5 separate regions of the Mus musculus genome follow, and all the other regions are linked to region 1. The links are chromatin contacts, called in public HiChIP or PLAC-seq and promoter capture Hi-C maps. All regions are on one chromosome and are shown on one strand. Each heading gives the region's core, a stretch centred on a gene start, on an enhancer-like site or on the middle of the called end of the contact. The rest is flanking DNA. Distances are from core to core; before and after follow the strand shown.

Region 1 (2,760 bases), core at 41-2,540:
GTCCTGAGTTCAAATCCCAGCAACCACATGGTGGCTCACAACCATCCTTAATGAGATCTGACTCCCTCTTCCGGAGTGTCTGAAGACAGCTACAGTGTACTTACATATAATAAAAATAAAATAAATTAAAAAAAAAAGAAAGAAAGAAAAAAGAAGGCAACCAAGAGACTGGGCAGAGTTTGAGCATATATATGTTTGAACATATATTCAAATATATATTACCTCAAAGCCACAGTGACATACTTCCGCTAACAAGGCCACACCTCTTCCAGTAAGGCCATGCCTCCTAAATAGTGCCATTTCCCATGGGCCAAGCACATTCAAACCACAACTGGTAAAAAGAAAGAAAGAAAAGGAAAAAAAAGACATAGTGATAAAATGACTCCTAATGACATTTGGGTACTCATAGATCAATGCCTTGTTCAGCCATCATTAGAGAAGTTTCCTTCTACAGCAGATAGGGAACCCCAAGGGAGAGGTGGAAAGAGTGTAGGAGCCAGAGGGGATGGAAGACACCAAGAAAACAAGGTCCTCTAAGTCAATAGGAGCAAAGTTCATATAAACTCACAGAGAGTCTTTTCTTTTACAGTCACCACCTCTATGGCCCACACCTAGGTCCTAGGTTCCCTTTTGGGCACGGTCCTCAGACCTGCCCAGCCTGCCCTTTATTAGTCACGGTTGCTACATTTGACAGTTTTCTTCCGCGTCTATTCCGAGAGACAGCTGTCATTTTCTGTAATGGAACAAAAGCAATTAAATAGTGAGAAGACAAAAAGCAGGTCCTCTGGGCTTCATGCCTCAAAGGGCTGACCGCAGGCAAATTAAACTAACAGGTCCAAGAGAGCCCTCAGGGCGATCACGTGGTATGAGACAAGTCAAAACAACTGTTTCCTGGCTCCGGAAAAACCAGACCTGAAGGTCCCACTTGGACCCAGGATCCACTTGCTCCCTCCACTACTAATGCCCTTAGGGAAACATACGGGTTAATGGCGCAACAGGGCGCATTTTCGGATTAAGGGGGCAAACACGACAACCCCAAAGTTGCACAGATGCGATTGAGGGGCAGAGCTGCGGGACGCAGAAGTCCCGAAGCTCCAAGGGTCCAGCCTCTCTGCGCTACCCAGAGCCAGAGTAGCGAGAGCGGCAGGATCGCTCACCTGAGCCAAGAAGCCCTGCAATCCGGGGCAAGGGAAGAGCTGACGGCCCCGCCCCTCGGCTCCTCTAGGCCCAGTGATTGGTTTTTGAGGACTGGGGGCGGGGCCGTAGCGAGGAGCCGACGTGATGGCGTCAGACGCCGCGCGCCGCTTCCTGTTGTCAGTGCCTTTGGAGCCGCAGCTTCTGCTCGGAACCGAGGGGGGTCTCGCTTCGCCCGGAGCGCCGCCACCTGCTCCTGATCCCTTCGGTGAGTGAGTCTGGGGTCTGAACGTGGAGGGAAGCGCGGGGCGGTGATGCGACCCGGCGGTGGGCCCGCAACCTCGCAGCCACTCGCGACCCCTGTGCGCCTGGAGACTTGGGGTGGGAACCTCGGCCCTTCGCAGCCCGGGCCTGCTCCCACCTCAGCCAGTGGCCACCGGCTCTCTCCCCTCCGTCTCCACCGCAGCCAACCTCAGCCCCAAGCCGGGTCCCCTAACCACCGGTCTTGCAAAAGTGTAGCCTCACTCGTGACCCCTCTTTAGCCCAGTTGCAACCCGATCCGAGCGAGCCACATCCCTTCGCCACCTCTTATCTCAACATCGCGTTTATCCCTCATCTCTTCTGAACCTTCCCTCGACCCTCCATTCTGGCTCAATTTCTTATCGCAGCCTGTCGTATCTGGCTCACTCGTCCCAAACACGCTAAGTCTCCCTCCCTCCCATTGACCCACTACTGAAGTTTTCTCCTGTTGAACTTGCCGGTTTCTTCTTGGTTACTGACGTCACAGCTTTATCTCAAGGCTTGTGTGTATCTTTTCTTTACCGATTTTTACCTAATTCCCTAGCTGATCACAGAGGTAAGGTCTCTCAGGCACTTTCCTGTCTAAGACTTAATATTAAACTGTCCCCGACTCTGCTGTAGAGGACTGTCTCAGTTTCTACCACTTCCCCCAGTCCTTTCGTTACTTTAAATTTAATATGCATTTATTAATTCTTTGAGAATTTTATGCATGTACATAATATTCCTGCCCCCTAACATCACTGTTAGTTTGGGGTTTTGGGTTGTTGTTGTTGTTGTTTTTGAGACAGCATGTCACTATTTAGCCTTAGATCTCTCTCTCAGATCACTCACTATGTAGATCAGGCTGGCCTCAAACTCACAGTGTGGGTCACCACTCCTGGTTTTAATCTGTTTTTTGTTTGTTTGTTTGTTTGTTTGTTTTTGTAGGATGGAGGGTGGTTTTGTTTTTTGTTTTTGTTATTGTTTTAAGACAGCCAATCTAAACAGCCATGGACTCCTGATCCTCCCTGCCTCCACCTCCCAAGTGCTGGAATTGTAGGCATGAGTCACCATGCCTGGCTTCCCAGAATTGCTATTAACTAGATCTACTCAACTCCTGTCATTTTCTTCCTTGATCCAGCTCTCTTTCACTTTGAGAATTTAGGGTATAGCTCCCTAGTGGTCATACTTGCTATATTCCTCAACAGCCATGTCTGCTCCTTGTTCAGAGCCCAGCAGACTAAACAGCTAAATTGGTGTGTGTAGGGACTCGGATGGTAACTGAGTATAAAGCTTCTTGGGGGAGATGTTCTTTGTAGTGTCTGATCTCCTAAATGTGTTTCCACA
Region 2 (2,700 bases), core at 61-2,560, 340 kb before region 1:
ACAACCCACACCTCACTACCTCCTCTCTGACATCTCATCTACACAAAAATCTTGTCAGTTCTTTGTCATCCTCCCTGTTTCACGTCTGGAATTCGTAGTTCACGTGGTTGAATTCCAGGTCTCTGAAGCCTATGTTGGGCCTTGCAGCCTCAGTAAACAGGACCACCAGATTTGATAGGACCACAGAGCTGTGGTAGCAAAGGGTCATGTGGCTACTGAGTTGCTCCACAGTGAAACAGCTCAAAGAGGCTCACCACCATAGCCAAGTTTCCTCTGTTGCAACAGCTTGATGTCAGAACTGGCATAAATCTTCCTCGTTCCAGGCCGATATCCTCCACAAAGCCAAGGTCACTGTCACCCAATGTTCTAACTCCATGTCTAGTTTCTTTCTTTTCCTTCCTTCCTTCCTGCCTCTCTTTGACATTTTGCACCAAGATTTGACATTCATTAAAGCCAGATTGTGGCTTTTTGCTTGATTTGGCTCAGTGTTCAAGATGCCCAAAGGCGTTTGAAAGCTCATTTGGTTGTATGTCTCCTTCCTAGACTGATGTCACCCCTGCTTCGTTGTAAGAATTGGAGTCAAACTTTTTTTTTTCTTAAAGCAACAGGCAGCATTGAGGCCCAACACTAAGGAGATTCACGTTTTATATGATGGAGATCTGGCTTCTATGCATCTAGGGAGTCCGCTTCCTCCTGCTTCTGTGGCTCTGCCTCACTCCTCAGACAGTGTAAATTTTTGACCAGTAATAGTGTTGTCGTCATACGAGAGCCCTTTACACCTCCGCCGATGGCTGTCAGTTTCGTGTTTAAGAGCAGGTACCCTCTGTATGAGGTTCTATGTCTAAGAGTCCTCCTAGCCAATGGACATGAATGTCTCCCGCTGTTGGGGAAGGACTCTGCGCAGGACCTCTCTCTCAGCCTTCGGAATCCCTGAGCAAAGAAAGCTGAACTCGCTCTACAGAATAGTGACGACCACGAACTTTTGCTATACAGAGATCGCGCACCCGAGCATCTCTCCCGGGAGAGGCGGCATCTCTGAGGCAGCACCTCCTAGGTCCCCAGAACCCCAATCCTCTCCAGGGCCAGGGTCCCACACGGTCCGCCTTCTTTGCTGGAGTGGGCGCGGCTCCAGGTGAGCACTCACCTGAGAAGGGGAGGGGCCTGCTGCTGACCCCTCCCACAACAGGGCGGGCAGAGTTCGGCGGAGCCTATGGGGCGAGGGGCTCGCCGGCTGCGAGGCTCCCTCCCCGGGCCGCTCGCGCTCCGCCCTACCGGGTTTAAAGCCCCGCGGGCGGCTGGTGGCGGCGCTACGAGCGCCTAGTGGCGCGAGGAGATGCGAGAGTGCACCGGCCGCCTGCACCATGCGCCCCGCGCCCGCGCTGGCCCTGGCTGCGCTCTGCCTGCTGGTGCTGCCTGCCGCTGCCGCCGCCGCCGCCTACTTCGGGTCAGTGCCGGTCGCGTCCCCTCGCTCCGTATGCCCTGCCCCCGGCTCGGGTCCCTGCGAGGCCTCGAACTCAGCCCTTTGCTCAGGTGGACCCCGATCGCTTTGAGGGCGCATTTCCCTCCCAAATCTCCATCCCTCGCTCTCTGTGCTCAGACTTAATCTCCCTTTCTCGAGTCTACCAAGTCTAGGTCCCTTGCGCTTCCCGGTTCCTCTGCCGGGCGGCTGTCAGACTGCAGACTGGAGCTCGGCTTGCGCAGGGGATCCTGACCTGACACCCCTGATACGCCCTTGTCCGCGCAGGTCCAAGCGTCGGTCCTGGGCTCTCATGTCCTCTTCAGATCTTTCTCGGTACCCTCTATGTCCCCATCCTGGACTCCGTCCAGCTACACTTTTTGCTTGCGATTTCAGTATCCTTTGCTTTCTCCCTGCAGAGCTGGGACCCGGACACCTGGCTGGGTAGAGGGATAGGTGGGTAGGGGTGGGGAGGAAGCTGAGAGTTTTGTTGATCCAAGGTTGTGGGAGATCCTGGGACCGCGGGGCACATTAGTTAGATGCTTAAAGAACTGTACGGTGAGGAAGTGCGACCAAATTAAACCCCAGAGGATAGGGTTTATGGGAAAGAGAGGGAGAGAGGCCCATCTGGGGGTGTCCATGGTTAGAAAAATAACAATAGCTTCTGGTGTGATACCTGGAGAGTGAGTCTCAAGGGAAATAATTGAGGGAAGCAAAATGGCATTTGTCTGCAAATGTCTTCACTGACTCTGGATTGAAGATACTTGGTGAGGGTTGGGCGTGGCGGTGATGGTAGGGATCATGGATTTTAAAAATCACCTCAACCCAAAGCAGGCTCCAAATGCTTAACTTTAAACATTGCCTTTTTCTTCCAGTTACATCCCTAGTCAGGCAAGGCTCACAATCCAAGCACAGCAGAGGCTGATCTCAGGAAACCACCATAGGGTGTGAGGGTCCAGGGGCAACCTCACCGGCTTGAATAAGGGATGTAGGCTAATTTCCAGGTCATGACCTCTGGCTAAAATGTACCTGAGTTATAAGCAGCAACCTCCCCAGAAGTATATGGGGAGGGATGGTCAGTCTCAGTCCTAGTGGAGGTCCCTGCTGATGATCTGGGAGGACCATTCAGTTCCTGGGGACTCAGTATCTCCGTTTGACCCGCGCCCAGAACAGCAGACATGTTCATTGCCAAGAACTTGCCCCAGTGGACACGACTCAAGGGAGAGGACACAAGCTCTGAGTTC
Region 3 (2,849 bases), core at 308-2,807, 360 kb before region 1:
GGCAGGCCATGGCTTGGGTGCCTGGGTTCATGACTGCCCCCTCCCCTGGCCTTCAGACACCCCAAAGCATCTGGAAAAAGGCTTGGGGTGTGGCCCAGTATTTTATAAGCTCTGAGCCTCATACTGCAGGCTTGCAGGTAGCAGGCAGGGAGGGGGCCATGTAGGCAGCACTTTACCCTGGTAGCACTTCTAACTTTCACCCCAGGGGCCAGTCTCCTTCTTACTCAGAGGTCCCAAATTCCTCCTCCTCCTCACCTCCCACCCCCCCCAGGGCTCTAGCCACTGCCCAGGAGGGGAGGGTTCTTTTATTAAAGTTTTCCGGAATGCAGGGGGCTGGAGACTGAGAGGGCTGGGGTGTAATTTAGAAAACTGGTTTTAGTGTCTTCCACCGGAGGACCTACAGAGGAGGAGCAGCAATGAGGCTTGGAAAACAGGGGAGTCTCTGGAGCTGGGGCTTCCAAAAGGCGGTTTATCTTCCAGTGAATCCCTTCACACACCCATCAGCTCCAAGTACTCCGCCTGCTCGCCCAGCCTTATTTACTAAAATGCCTTTTGTATCCGTATTTCTCAGGGACAGCATTCCCCCTTCCCTCGCCCTTTCTCCTAGCTTCCCCGTCTTCCAAAAGCAACGAATTTGACATGGAGAACTAGGTTTTCGCTCAAAAAAACCCAGCAAGCCTACCCCTCCCAAACAAGTACATTTTCAAAGAGCCCCCACCTCGCTTTTCTCCGGGATGGACAAGCAAGGAACGAATACACCCGGATCAGCAATGGCATCTAGGATCAGCAAATTCTATAGTCACTTCAGAGGCTCAAAATTAATCTAGAACGGAGTGGGGAGAATCTACTGAAATACCCCCTAAGTCCCCTGCTTGGGATTCCCAAAGCCCTTAAGGTCTCAAATATGAAGGCAAACGCGAGTATTGTGGGGGAAATCTCTTGACCGAGACACCGAAGAGGTGCGGTGGCGAAAAAGGACAGGATAATTTTACCCACGGAGACCCTAAAATGGAGAAGAGGAGTGGCCGGGCCGCGGGGACAGCACAGAAATGCAAGTGTGAGCAAACGAAGGTTCTTCGGGACCCCCAAATTGGGGTGGGAGAGGGTGAAGACTAAGAACGAGAGACCTTCAGGGGTAGGGAGAGCCCTCCCGCCTCTGCGGCGGGTAGCAGGGAAAATGGTGATTATCTGAGAAGCCAGGAGTTGGATTCGGAAGGCGACACCAGCAGAAGATCCAAGAGGGGTGGACGGCTGGGGGGCTAGCGGGAAGCAAGGAGAAAAGAGCCCCAGGCCTGCTGCAGCCCAGACCCGGCCAGCGCCTCCCACCGTCCCCGGGTGCGGCCGAGAGATCGGGGCCGCAGGCAGACAAGAGGCAAGTCTTACCACCAAATTGGGTAGCCAGCGAGGACCCTGGTGCCACTGAGCAGGAGGCCGAGTAGCAGCCCGAGCAGGTGGGGCTCCATTAGAAGCAGCGCCGAGGAGGAAGTTTGCCGGCGATCATGAAGAGGGGGAGCGACGCCCCCAATAGTTGGAACAAAGTCCACTTGAGGTTGGAAATGACTTTCGGGCTTGTCAGAGGCGCACCTCCACCCGCAGCCGCCCCCCTCCGGAGCCCAGCGCCGAGCAGCCGGGTTTGAGGATGTCAGCGAGCAGCCAATCAGCGCCCGCGGCCTAAGGTAAGAGATGAGTCTGTAGTTCAGCCTGTCAATCACGGGCCCCTCCCGCCCGGCCCACAACTCCGGCTCTGGGAAGGGCATCTCCCGGCAAACTTGGGCAAAGCCTGCGCCCCGGGCGCACGGAGGCCTCGGGAGGACCCGGCACGCTGGATTCTCTGCTGGCCTGGGACACCCCCTTCCCAGTCCACGCGAGCCAGGTTTAGGGAGCTGGAGCTTTGACCCGGCGTTCACGTGGTGAAGGGGTCGGCTTGGGCATTGATGGGTGGCTCCCTTTTCTGTGATCCCTTGGCACTTGGGCCCGTAAGGAATCGAGACTAGAAAGCAAAGGGGTTGTTTCCAGATCGCGCGACTGGGATCAGGGGCTAGGAAAATGCAACCCCTCCCAGTCTCCAGCCTTTTCGGGCTCGCGAGCTGGCGGCCCCTGCCACCCGGCCGCAGGTCGCTTCCAGGGTGTCCGAGGGGCGCGCGGGAGAGTCCGCTGAGGCTCTGAAGGTCTGCCAGCCGGCGGCGCCGGGGGACAGAGCTAGTGTCATTTGAGTCTTTTGTCAAGAGTCAGATTGGTATCGCGACCTCCTGCAGCCTTTGCATTTCCTGCAACTGACACCAGCCGCCGTTTGCATTTCCTGCGGGAGGATTCGGTCACTTTCTCCTCCTGCAGGCGTGCTGGCCGGACCTCAGCAGTACCTGCAGTTTCTTGGATCTTAGGATGGAAGCATTTGGGACTAGTGAAACACGGTATAGCTCTGTCTATTAGTGGTTGGGGGCGAGGGCTCTTCAGGAACATCTACCTCCCCTATGTCCAGGTCTCTGACCTATATTCCCGACCCTTCTACGGATGAGAAACTAAAACCTGGCGATTGGTGTTTAAGCGTTGTCCCGTGCAGACACCAGATTCACCCTACGACCTACTGAAGCTCTTATACAAGGGGAACTGTTCAGGCCTCCAAGGGGCACTCTTCTTACCAGTTCTCCACAGTTTGGGAGTTAAGTCTGAGCCCAATCATACCTAGATTGTTAGGATTCAGTCCCCTTACCTAGGTACCTCAGCCTCTCTACCCGGACACAGAAGACATTCAGCCCTTGAAATGCTCCTGGCTTGGGACCTAGAAAGCAAGCCAAAGGAGAAGCCATGGTGGGACTTAACTGTGTAGACGGTGAAGAGAGGGAGCCCAC
Region 4 (2,819 bases), core at 50-2,549, 490 kb after region 1:
TGCCTTGGCATGTATCACAATCCCCACCTGTGATAAATATCTAAGTTTTTCCTATAGACTGGGAGCTCTGTATATCACATATCACTGTAACCTCTGAACCTGTCATAACAATCGTTGAATGAATCTGAGAACACCTAGTGCCATTTTATTGAACATCTACAAGGTGCGTTATTCACATTACGTTTTTTTTTTTTTTTTTAATTTTTACTTATGGGGATTTAGCTCAGTGGTAAAGAAAAGGCCTTGGGGGCTAGAGAGATGGCTCAGCGGTTAAGAGCACTGACTGCTCTTCCAGAGGTCCTGAGTTCAATTCCCAGCAACCACATAGTAGCTCACGACCATCTGTAATGCTCTCTTATGGTGTGTCTGAAGAGAGCAACAGTGTACTCATATACATTAAAAAATAAATAAATAAAATGAAAGACCAAGCAAACTTCACTCACTCAAAAGAAAAGGCCTTGGGTTTGGTTCTCAGCTTGGGGTGTGTGTGTGTGTGGGGACGTTTAGGGCGCAAAAAAACAAAACAAAACAAAAACAAAAACAAAAAAACCAGATTTACAGTAAGCGAGGAGGGAACTTCTTTACCAGGAAGCTATCATTAAACAACTGTTCCTTTTGGAGACGGAGAAGGCAAGAGTATTCAGTGTTCTTGTATCTTTGTACTAACCCTAACTTCATGTAATTTTGTTGTTTTTGTCCTCACTAAACTAAGTGTGGTGAATAAATAATTTGAGTCAAGTTATCCAGTATTAAATGACTCTACTAGCTTGTTCACAGTTGTGGTGAAAGAAACCCTACAGTAACCTTTACATGCCCCAGACTTGCTCACAACGCCACCATGAGGACAGTTTACTTGAGAGAGAGATCGAGTAAAGTTCTCATGTAGCTCAGGCTGGCCTGGAACGCTCTACCTGGAGGGTGGCTGGTTTCGAACTCAAATAGATCCGCCAGCCTTTGCCTTCTGCGTGATGGGATTAAAGGCACGAGCCACTCTGAATTGGAGGGTGCCTATTTAAGCCACAAAAGCAGGTTTTAAATTCTGTCGAATGTGTGGTCGCTGTAACCGCTGCTGAACTCAGCCCACAGACCACAGAGACGGGGCAGGCCCCCTGGTTACACTGCTAGAGACTCGATTCTGGTGGCAATTCCGCTCCGTCCGGTTTGATTTGGCCAAAGAAACCCAAGGCGCGCAAGAGAACTAGTGCGCAAGCGCACCCCCGGCTGTCTTTGTTACTTAGGAAACAGCCAATCAGCGAGCCGGGCGGTGACCAATGAGAAGCGCGGATGAGCGGACCGGCTAGTTTGAACGCGCCGCGCCGGAAGAAGGTTGGTTCGGTGGAATCGGGTGTGGGGGAGCTCTCTCCTGAATCCGAGGGCTCCTGTCCGAGGCGGAGGGACGCGTAAGCGACCCCCGACACCAGCACCGGGAACCGACGAGAGGTAGGCTTTGGTCGACGGTGGGGCGGCCCCGCGGGCTCGGTGCAGAGCTGTCGTTTGCGCGGGCTCGCTGCAGTTGTCTGGAACCCGAATCAGCACTTGTTTGGGCAGGTCAGGGACGAGTAGGAGGGCACTTCCTTTACACCGAGAATGCAGCCGATCGTGATCTCTGCGTCCCACGGTCCGGGGCCCATATTAAGTCCTCTCATGTATACCCGGTCCTTTGAAAGGTGCACCCGGCTCCGTAGCAGCTACCCCTCCTCGTGTGGGAGGTGGAATTGGGTCTTTCTACAGGTCAGAATTGGAGATCTGGGACGCCCGGCAGGAGAGAATGGGAGAACCACTCCGCTCCTCTTGTCAGAGCTGATTACGCGGCTGTGTGTGTACCGAGGGAGGCAGCTTGGTTACTGGGACACTCCTAAACACTGGCGAGCATGAAAGAAAACCAGGCCTCTATTAGTACCAGGATGATCGAGTCTTTTAGCCTTGGACATTTGAGCTACTGTGACAAGTACAAGGTAGAGCCTGTTTTGTGCCAAAGAACTTAAAATACTGGTTTGTGTTGGTTTTGGTGGTTCAGTGCATCATAGGGAAATGATGTATCATATAACTTTACCAGCGGTGTCTAATATTTGTTGGGCACTTAAAAACCGAATGCCATTCAAGCTTAACACAAACCTGGTGAGACAGATAATTAAAAAATATTACAATTTGCATGTTGAGAAACGGAGGCACAGAGTGTAGTTAAGCTTGACTTGGGAGGACATATATAATTTTACTTTTGTGGATGAGCTTTTTGTTGTTAACAGCGCTTCCTTCAATGTCCCTATCCTATTTCTTCCATGCCTATTTCATTATGGAACCATGCCCTCTGCCAGTCAGGATTTTAAGGCATCTCATTCTCCATTACTTTGTTTTTATCTAATTTCGCTCCATTTGTACCTTTTTTTCTCTCATGGTCTAGAGATCAAACCTAGCCCTAATACCTTTTTTTTAAAAAAAAGTATAGAAGCATCATATTATTAGAGACATTTGCAAAGCTTTTCTCTTATCTAGTGACACAGCAACTGAAATTATCATAATATTGTATAAACTATATTCTCTCTCCACAAACAGTTAAGTTATAAATACAAACTAGGCATAGTAAAATAATCCCAGCCCCTGAGAGAGAGGCAGAGGAGAAGAGTCTCTGAGTTTAAGGCCAGTTGTATTGAGACTCTTTCAAAACACCACACACACACACACACACACACACACACACACACAAATACAAATGAAAAATTGAATTCACACTTGGGAATTTAAAACAAAAATACACTGAAGTCAGTTAAATAGATCATAATTATAGTTAAAAGAGAGCTGGCATGGGGTTAGGGGTGTGA
Region 5 (2,700 bases), core at 135-2,634, 290 kb before region 1:
GAGCAGAAAACAAAGGAGAAGACTGGCACTTTCCCCCTATTACTTATTTTTTTCCTGTTCTTATAAATCTGTAATATAATTTAAAATCAAAATGCCTATAGAGCAAAGACCCACAAAGATTTGACCTGGGACCTCACACAAGTCAGAGACAATTCTACTGAGACACACACAAGCACACATATACATACTTCCCTGTGCATCCCTCACCAGCAAAGTACTAAAAAACTAAGGATACAGCCTTTTATCTATGCCCCGCCCCCACGCTACTCAACCTTAGCTAAAGTGCACCATTCCCACAAACCCTCTATCGGTTCTTGAAGGCCCCCCATGCTTTCTTGATCCATGAACCCCTACTGCTCTTCTCCAGGCAAATGGTCCTTAGTCATACCCTAAATGTTGATTGTTAATTCAGCTTTAAAATAAGGACTTTCTCAATAGACAGCGAAACACCAGGAATGTGTTTTACCTGGGTTCCTATCCTACATATCTGTGCATGGTGCATAGTAGATGTTCAATAAATGGGAGTGGAACTGGGAAATGTAATGTTAGGGAAAGAATGAATATGGGCGGGCAGTCTCTTGGGACATAAAACTGGGAGGGATGCAGGATACAGGAAAATCCAAGCTTCAGCTCACCAAAGGAAGAGGAACAACTCCTCCCTTGGGAGGAACTGTAGATAAGAACCTAGATGGATGGAAATGAGATGGGCCTAGGTGAAGACAAGTGTTTGAACCTTTCCAAGTCCTAATCCAAATGTCACCCGCCCTTCATGTCTTTAAAAACAATTTCCTATTGACCACAACACCAGCCCAGCTCATTATCTTTGTATTTATTTGGATGTTCTACCATTATCTTTGTACTTATTTGGAATGTTTATTTGTATACAGATCGTAGTTCCTTCTCTAGTCCAACCTCTTGAAGAACAGGGAAATTTTGGTTGTTCCACGTCATATGCTAACCACTCACTCACTGTGGGTTTACTAAAAATGAGCCGGAGATGGGAAGACTAGTGGGCGGACTAGTTCGAGGCAGGAAAAGCACGCGTCGTGAGGAAGTGAGATTCCCCAGACCTGTAATTACACACTCCAAGGAGAAGCCAAGCCCGACCGCGGGGCGGAGAGCGACGTAGAGAGTCGCCGGCGACTTCTCGGGGGAGGCTCTGACGTCAGTGCCTCGCGACCGTCCTCTCCGCTACCTGATTCAATCCCGGAGCTGGACTTTAGCAAAAAACTCACCCCCGCCGCTCTCCGCGAGCTCCGGCCCGGAGCCACACCCATCCCTCGCGTCCCGCTTTCCTTCCGCGCAACCCCGTCTCCGACCTCACAACCACCACGGGACAGGCACACTCGCGGGCGCCCTACTCAGCAGGGCGGGCCCTGAGACCGGAAGCCGGAAGTGGGGTTGTGAGGACGTGTTCCGAGGAAGCCGCAGGCCGGCTAGGCCGGCGTCATGGAGCCCCTATACCAACAAACGAACAAGTGAGGGCTGCGTCGGGGAGCGGGCTGGGCTCCGCCCGGGCTGCGGCCCCTAGGGCTCGGGGCTCTGGGGACTGTCATTGTGGAGGTTTCCGCTCGGGCTGCTCCGCATCTCTTAGCCCCTGGTGCGATGCTCTTAGCCGAAGGGGATCGAGCCGGGGCGCGAAGGCTTGGGCCCGGTAGCTCTTGGCCGCAAGCCGTGACTGCCTATTGGCAAGGGAAAGCAGCGCCCCTAGGTTACAGCACTTGATCCAGCACCTGCCAGCTTAGTCCTCCGGGTTGGTAGAGCTTAGAGAACAGAGAAAACTGTTGCCGAGGCTTGTGTCTATGAATCTATTGCTTAAGTGGGAGTGTCAGGGGTTGTACGAAAGAAGTATTTTGTGTACTTGATTGGACATTTAAAGAACTTATTTTTGTGACACAAAGACGGGCAGGTAACTAGTGACTATTTTTGTGAGTCATATCTGATTACAAGTTAGCCTTAAGGAAATTGAAATTGAGTCTTAGATTAGCTTTTCATAACTAAGTTTCCTTGGTGGGTCCTTTTTTTTTTTTTTTTTTTTTTTTTTCCATACCGTCCTTTGTTTTGGGAACTTGCAGTGTTATGCAGCTAGACACCATGAGGGGCCACATACCTATGTTAGTTTAAGAACTTTCTATTGATTGTATGACAGCACTGAAAAATCTTATTCCTTGGGCCTGAAAAATGACATAAACTAGTCATCCTGCCTCCCCAGGAAACTCATAACAAAAAGAATGGAAATAAGATGGTGGTTATTCTCTTTTTACCTTTTTTTTTTTTAAATTTGTTTATTATATGTAAGTACACTGTAGCTGTCTTCAGACACCTCAGAAGAGGGCATCAGATCTCATTGCAAATGGTTGTGAGCCACCATGTGGTTGCTGGGAATTGAACTCAGGACCTTCGGAAGAGCAGTCAGTGCTCTTAACCTCTGAGCCATCTCTCCAATCCCCCTTTTTACTTTTGTCAACAAAATGTTTGATTTGGGTGGGGGAAAATAAACTACATTGTAATGACAATTTGCATATTATATAATAAGTGTAGGAAGAGATTTTAAAAGACTATCCTGTGAGTCACGTGGAAAAGGAATGAGGCAGAAAATTGCCCTCATTTACTAAGAACGGATCCTTTCCATAGCAAGACACATGGACCTAGCAGAGCGGTGAGTTAATCTGCTAGTTGCTGAATTGACAGAACAGTGTC

What was found. Promoter capture Hi-C pulls out the DNA fragments that hold promoters and counts their contacts. HiChIP or PLAC-seq counts read pairs in DNA pulled down with a chosen protein or histone mark. Capture Hi-C pulls out chosen DNA fragments and counts their contacts.
Region 2: an H3K4me3 HiChIP or PLAC-seq map of embryonic limb bud shows a contact between it and region 1, with 3 times the contacts expected there. The contact joins the promoter of Wnt9b here to the promoter of Plekhm1 in region 1. A contact is called at or near these places in 2 of 115 datasets of contacts at active chromatin or transcription factors (embryonic limb bud and embryonic stem cells).
Region 3: a contact with region 1 is called in an H3K4me3 HiChIP or PLAC-seq map of embryonic stem cells, with 11 read pairs. The contact joins the promoter of Wnt3 here to the promoter of Plekhm1 in region 1. A contact is called at or near these places in 1 of 39 promoter capture datasets (hippocampal neurons) and 1 of 115 datasets of contacts at active chromatin or transcription factors (embryonic stem cells).
Region 4: a contact with region 1 is called in a promoter capture Hi-C map of pre-B cells, with 2.9 times the contacts expected there. The contact joins the promoter of Kif18b here to the promoter of Plekhm1 in region 1. A contact is called at or near these places in 3 of 39 promoter capture datasets (hematopoietic stem and progenitor cells, neutrophils and pre-B cells), 1 of 484 Hi-C or Micro-C datasets (CD4 T cells), 2 of 115 datasets of contacts at active chromatin or transcription factors (memory CD8 T cells and thymic regulatory T cells) and 1 of 9 other capture datasets (liver).
Region 5: a contact with region 1 is called in a promoter capture Hi-C map of adipose tissue. The contact joins the promoter of C130046K22Rik here to the promoter of Plekhm1 in region 1. A contact is called at or near these places in 6 of 39 promoter capture datasets (the 3T3-L1 cell line, the C10 cell line, erythroid cells and 3 more), 8 of 484 Hi-C or Micro-C datasets (CD4 T cells, LSK cells, Th1 cells and 5 more), 10 of 115 datasets of contacts at active chromatin or transcription factors (bone marrow-derived macrophages, double positive thymocytes, embryonic limb bud and 4 more) and 3 of 9 other capture datasets (adipose tissue, liver and macrophages).

What each region holds. Positions count from the first base shown.
Region 1 is chr11:103,411,235-103,413,994 of GRCm38.p6, reverse strand. Plekhm1 (pleckstrin homology domain containing, family M (with RUN domain) member 1) reads left to right here and starts at 1,290. Exons shown (of 12, transcript NM_183034.2): 1 at 1,290-1,402.
Region 2 is chr11:103,748,431-103,751,130 of GRCm38.p6, reverse strand. Wnt9b (wingless-type MMTV integration site family, member 9B) reads left to right here and starts at 1,310. Exons shown (of 4, transcript NM_011719.4): 1 at 1,310-1,444. The coding sequence starts at 1,362.
Region 3 is chr11:103,772,883-103,775,731 of GRCm38.p6, reverse strand. It overlaps Wnt3 (wingless-type MMTV integration site family, member 3), which reads right to left and starts at 1,557. Exons shown (of 5, transcript NM_009521.2): 1 at 1,384-1,557. The coding sequence starts at 1,463. It also overlaps a transcript of Wnt9b not described here.
Region 4 is chr11:102,923,604-102,926,422 of GRCm38.p6, reverse strand. Kif18b (kinesin family member 18B) reads left to right here and starts at 1,299. Exons shown (of 16, transcript NM_197959.2): 1 at 1,299-1,440.
Region 5 is chr11:103,696,408-103,699,107 of GRCm38.p6, reverse strand. C130046K22Rik (RIKEN cDNA C130046K22 gene) reads right to left here and starts at 1,384. Exons shown (of 3, transcript NR_102389.1): 1 at 1,236-1,384. Gosr2 (golgi SNAP receptor complex member 2) reads left to right here and starts at 1,385. Exons shown (of 6, transcript NM_019650.4): 1 at 1,385-1,478. The coding sequence starts at 1,450.